Linked DNA regions of Sus scrofa: region 1 is linked to region 2. The links are chromatin contacts, called in public targeted proximity ligation maps. All regions are on one chromosome and are shown on one strand. The core of a region is the stretch at or near the end of the contact, and the rest is flanking DNA. Distances in the headings are between cores, read along the strand shown. Region 1 overlaps DTNB (dystrobrevin beta). Region 2 overlaps DTNB (dystrobrevin beta).

Region 1 (2,875 bases), core at 276-2,775, 150 kb before region 2:
AATTAAAAAGGAAGTGTCCACTATGGGACGATTGTCTGTCTTCCAGGTTAGGGTTGAGGAAGGGGCCCCAGCTTCAAGCTTCTGTGACGGGTCTGCCCGCTAAGGCAGATGCCAAGCAGTCAGCAGGCACTTCAGGGGCCTTAGAAAATGGTAGATATTCTAGTGGGAAAGGAACTCAACTGTCATGAATTTATACAGAAATGGACCACCCAGGGTCACTTCGGTCCCCTGACCACACCCTGGGTGCTGGTAAGGTAGGTGGCTAGGAGTTTGGACCCTCTCTCGTGTCTGAAGACCCCGACGCTACTTCTCGACAAAGGCAAGCAGAGAGTGAGCACCTGCCGGAAGGTGGTCAGCCTCGCGCATGCGGCAGGGCCCAGGTGACACTGCTATTCACACGTGCACCTCCGCTGCCCAAAGCACTTGGCTGTTTTGAAGCCCCCTGGTGCTTTTAATCTGCCTGTCCCTTTCAATCTTTTTGCTCTGGAAGAAGCAGGCAGTTCACGTGAGGACCCGGGAGGCGGGATTCTGCCCTGTCCTCAGAGCCGGGGACACAAAGCCTGAGAAGTCAGGCTTGTGGGGGAGGCACCATCACCTAACAGTGTCATCTGTGAAGCCTTGGCCTAGCCCTTCCACACTGCGTCTCGCCGTTGGTCGGCACCGAACGTCCCCCAGAACTTTCCATTTGGTCACTCTCACCCCTGCCCCTGAGTTGGTGGGCGCGCCTCGCTGATGTTTTCACTGGCGCTGCTGCGGGGGTGTGTGTGGGGGCGCTAGCCTGGGCCGGGGGCGTCTCCTGAGGCTCGGGGTGTGTGTGGGTGTAGGTGTGTGTGGGTGTGTGTCTGTCTGTCTTCTTCATACTTGGGGGACCAACCTCCTGGCCCCCACACCCCTGGAGCGCCCCAGACTGCACCTGCCCCTCCTGCTTCATTGCTGGCCCCTGAGCAGCTGGGCACAGCGCCCCACGCGAGCCTGGCCTCCCTCGGGGAGAAGGGCCCTGCCGCTGCACCCCAACGAGGCTTCCACGTGACGCTCCGTGGGCGGCCGTGGCTCGAGCCCGCGGGCTCTGCACAGACCTCCTCCGGCAGCGGGCAGGGGTCTGCAGAGGCGTGTGCGTTGGGGCCCGTAGGAGAGCCAGCTGTGGGGCCTCTCGCTTCATTCCAGTCGCTGCCCTTTATAAATATTTATAGCAGTTCTTCTACTAAAAATAACATCCTGGAGCCCAGGGAGGAGAAAAAAATAAATGAAAATCACCGGGAATTGGGATTGATTACCAAGTGCGCCGGAGCCGAATGGACCCGAGAGGGGAGAGGCCGGGCAGCGCGCCCCCTGGCGGTCACGGGTCCGCGCGCCCCGCCGGCCCGCCGGGCTCTGCGGCCCAGGATCCCCTCTCCAGCCGCGGCGGGAGGAGGCCGTAGCAGGGGCTGCAGGGCAGAGCTCTCTCTGCTCCCGCTTCCCGCCTGGGCTGCTGAGCGGCGGCACCGACCGGGGCGGAAGCCTAAGCAGTGAGAGAGAAAGGAAGGAGGCTATTTTTAGCACTGTGGCCAGGGTGTGAACGTTTGTTGAACTGAGCAGGGCCTGAAGCTGTCTTTGCACGACAGAGGGAAGAAAACCTGTTGGCTTTTAAAGGTCAAAGGTCGGGAGAAAACTTGTGCCCTCACCCTGGGGGACAACGCGCATGCTGGCGAGATGCCAGCAAGAACTCCATCAGGTCACACACACAGGAGAGTCGTGCTGTTTCTTTTCTCTTTTCAATCTCCAGTAAATTCCCTGTTGCAGAGATGAGACCATGCCCGGAAGGGAGTGATGAAGATGCTAGTTCATGCAGGGCTGTGCCAGGAGGGGGGCGCGCCCCTCCCACTTCCCAGGGGCTCGGGCTCCCCTCTGCCTGGCGGGTGGTGACGTCTGGCAGCCCGCAGGCCTGGTCCAGGTGTGCCGTGGAAAGATGGACAGGAATTCGCCTCTGGGGGAGGACCTCGCCTTCCTTGTGTTGGTGCCAGCTCGCTCCACGTCCCCCGTGCCTGTGCAGGACAGACGCACTGTGACTCACAGGCACTGCTGAGGGTCTCCGAGCAAAGGCTGCTAACATCTGCCGGGAACAAGACAAACGTGCAACGTTGGTGCTGCTGGAATGCGCACCTTTCAACTTTCAACATGCAAAGGGCTGACAATACTCACACCCCCTTTTAGGGAAAGGGGGCTTCCTTTTTCTGGGGGTACCTCGAGTCTTTGGAGTGCTTGCTTAGGTCACAGGGTCAGGAAGCGTTTCCAGGGAAGAAAGAAGGGTGTTCACAGTGCAAGGTTTTGGAATGCGGGAGGCTCAGGGGAAGAACTGTGACTGAGAAGGGCGAAGAGGTCGGGGATGTGCCGCAAAGCGCTGCGTAGAGGGAGGGAAAGCCTGAGCCTCACGGCCTCAGAGGAGCAGAAGGCAAGGGTCCGTGAAACTGCCCCACCTGAGCGTTTATGCTTTTCATTCTCCGCTGCTGCAGAGTTTCTCATAACTCCTGAGGGGTCCGAGGACAGCACTAGGAGCAGAAGCTCCAGCTCCGATGCCAGTTCTGGCTCCAAGCTCCTGGGTAGTGGGCCTTAGCTTCCTTGTGTGCATGAAGTGGGGGCGGGCCTGATGGCTTCCTTGTCCCCCAGGACCTCTGTGCCCCGGGAAGAGGGGCTCTGGCAGGCTCCCCCAGCGCAAGTCAGCTACGGACTCGCTTGCTGGCAGAGGCAGCCAGGCCTGCTGTCAGGAAGGGCCTTGTCCGCATGCGCAGTGAGCTCAGGCAAAAGCCTGCCCTGGGGCCTCGGGGGCTCCGGGATTCCCAGGGCAGGGAGGGGATTCCTGCAGCTCGGGGCTGCCCATCCTTAGCCTGCACGATCCCGG
Region 2 (2,855 bases), core at 119-2,618:
CACATTTCTGTCTTTTAAGCTGCTAAGTGTGTGGTTATTTATTATAGAGGAACAGAAACTAAAACTGTGACCATAAACAGCTTACCCAGGAGAATCCAAGTTTACGCATGCTATCTCTGCATAATTAATAGTGCCCCCTTCCACTCTCAAGTGAGCCTGGATTATACGGTCACCCTAAAGAATAATTTCACCTCCCAACTCCTACAAAGTCAGGGGGATGTGGGAAAAGAGACAGGCACCGCCAGGAAGGGCTGTGGGGGAGGTGGAGCACCTAGAGGAAAGCTGAATTTCTATTAGGACGAGGGGGTAAAAGAAGTGCTTAGAGAAGCAGGGGAAGCGAAGGGAGTCTACTGATGAAAGAGCAGCAGTTCTCTTATTTTATTTTGTTTATTTTTTTTTAGGGCTGCACCCCGTGTCATATGGAGGTTCCCAGACTAGGGGTCCAATTGGAGCAACAGCTGCCGGCCTACACCACAGCTCACGGCAATGCCGGATCCTTAACCCACTGAGCGAGGCCAGGGATCGAACCTGCAACCTCATGGTTCCTAGTCGGATTCATTTCTGCTGTGCCACTACGGGAACTCCAGGAGGAGCAGTTCTCAAAGGACCGGAGATGTGAGGACCATTAGAAGGCTGGGGTGGGGCCAGGAAGCACAAACAGACCACAGGGGGAATAAGGGTGCCATGCAAGACGAGTGGCCGGTCACCTTCAACTGTGACACTGACTGATAACAACAGGTCGGAGCCACAGTGGACAAGTCTCAGCAGTTTCTCTGAGAATCAAGAGGCACTGGCCTTAGGACTAGATTTTGCAGATTTTGTTTCGATTTTCTTTATGTGTGTATCTTTACTCCTGGTGTATAACTTGCTACAAGTGAGGATACTGTCTTACGACTTAAAAAAAAAACAAAAAAACAAAAAACAGTCTTCCTGCCTAGTTCAGCACTAGGTACAAAGTAATTGTTTAATTATAACATGTAACTATTTAGAACTGAACCAGAGCAAGGCCAAGAAGCATACCTCTTCCTCAGGGAACTTCTAGCATTGGAGAGAGGTGAAGCGAGGTAAGCTGACCACATGAAAGTTATACTGCTTCCAACAAAGGCAACCGTCTCAATTGTTCCAAGTCTATAGAAAGATAATTTTCTCTGACTCCTTAAATGGTTTAATGTCATTAATGCTCAAACAGCTACACTGGATATATGCACATGGCCCATTAATATTTTTAAAAAGCAGTAATATTAATAGATTGCTAAACAATTCAAAGACTGTCATTTATAGGTTTTGAAGAACAGACTAACTCCGTCCAGAGGTGAAGCCTGCCATCTGCTGGGAAGAAAGGCGAAATTTCCATACCACCAACGAAGTTACATAACTACCTCTACTGAGGGCTTCTACCAACAAACTGGCCTGCGGTGCGAGTGCAGTCTGTACACACATCCACTTCCTGCCATGGAGTAACCATGTGGGAATCGGTCAGATTTCTCTTGGTAAAGTGAAGGCCAGCATAAGCAGATATCTGAAGATAAGGCATGGGGGAGGGAGGGCAAGGAACGGAAGCAGGCTTGTTGACTTCCAGCCTTCCCTGCATGTTTAGAAACGGTTAAGAGTTCCAGTTTGGGAAGATGAAAAAGTCCCAGACATGGATGGCGGTGATAGTTGCACAACAATGTGATTGTACTTAATGCCCGAGAGCTGTACTGGTTTAGGAGAAAAACACGATCGTCTCTGTGGCTGAACAGAAATCCTTGCTCAGATGTAAGGCTTTCTCCTCTGGGTGGCAGACTGTATTCTCCCAGCAGAACTGCAGTGATCGCTCTCACGGCACAAGCTCCACTGCCGTGGGACAGGACCGCCACTCCAGCATCACCCAGTGACGTTCCTTCTCCCGACTGCAACCAACAGAGTGGGGCAGAGTGTCCCTGCATCACATGACCGCGAGGTCAGGCAAGGCCGTGCCGCTCTCCCCCAGCTCTCCAGGGATGCTGGTCGTCCATGTGTTCCCTCCAGGACTGCTCTCTCCTAAAGCCCAGCCGCCACGCTGTGAAAAGCCTGAGCCACGTTCAGAGGCCACATAGAGGTGGTTCCCGTTGACCAGTCCAGCCTTGCAATGTGAACAAGCATTTCCGCTAACGTGGTTGATTCAGTCACAGAGACAGTGTTTTCTACTGGATTATAATTTTTAAAAGAATACTTCATTCAAACAACTACGCATAATATTTATCAGGATTTCTATTACCATATTTAAGTGTTTCTGATTTGGAGGAAGATCCTTTCAAAGTACTTTAGATACAGTATTGTTGTTGGGTTTTGAAAATCACTGATAAATGATCTTTAACCCTAACCTTTCCCATCTCAGCTGATGGCAATCCCATCTTCCGGCTGCTTAGGAAAAAATCATAGGGTTTCCTTTGAATCCTTTCCTCTCACAAGCCACATCCAACCCATGAGGCAGGTTTATAAAATACATCCTAATTCAACCCTTTTACCACCTCTGCTGCTAACATCCTACCACATTAATTACTGCAATCATTTCCGAAATGGCCTGCTTCTCTCTCTTCCTTCCACTGTTTACTCTTTACATGGCATTCAAACTGATCATTTTAAAATATAAATCAAGGAGTTCCCTCGTGGCTCAGCAGGTTAAGGATCTGGCATTGTCACTGCTGTGTCTCTGGTTACAGCTGTGTCTCGGGTTTGATCCCTGGCCTGGGAACTTCCACATGGCATGGGGCGTGACCAAAAATAAACAAATCAAGAAAATAAAATACAAATCAATTCAAGCCATTTTCCTACTCAAAACCCTATACAGACTCACTTCACTCAGAGTAAAAGCCAAAGTCCGTCCAACGGCC

The links.
Region 1: a contact with region 2 is called in a targeted proximity ligation map of skeletal muscle. A contact is called at or near these places in 1 of 47 Hi-C or Micro-C datasets (embryonic fibroblasts) and 1 of 2 datasets of targeted methods (skeletal muscle).

Annotation. Positions count from the first base shown.
Region 1 is chr3:113,475,676-113,478,550 of Sscrofa11.1, reverse strand. It overlaps DTNB (dystrobrevin beta), which reads right to left. Exons shown (of 21, transcript XM_021087744.1): 21 at 1,542-2,021. The coding sequence ends at 1,658. Among named protein-coding and RNA genes, the nearest start is that of DNMT3A, 110 kb to the left of the region's middle.
Region 2 is chr3:113,329,849-113,332,703 of Sscrofa11.1, reverse strand. The region is part of intron 8 of DTNB (dystrobrevin beta); the gene reads right to left. Among named protein-coding and RNA genes, the nearest start is that of DTNB, 100 kb to the right of the region's middle.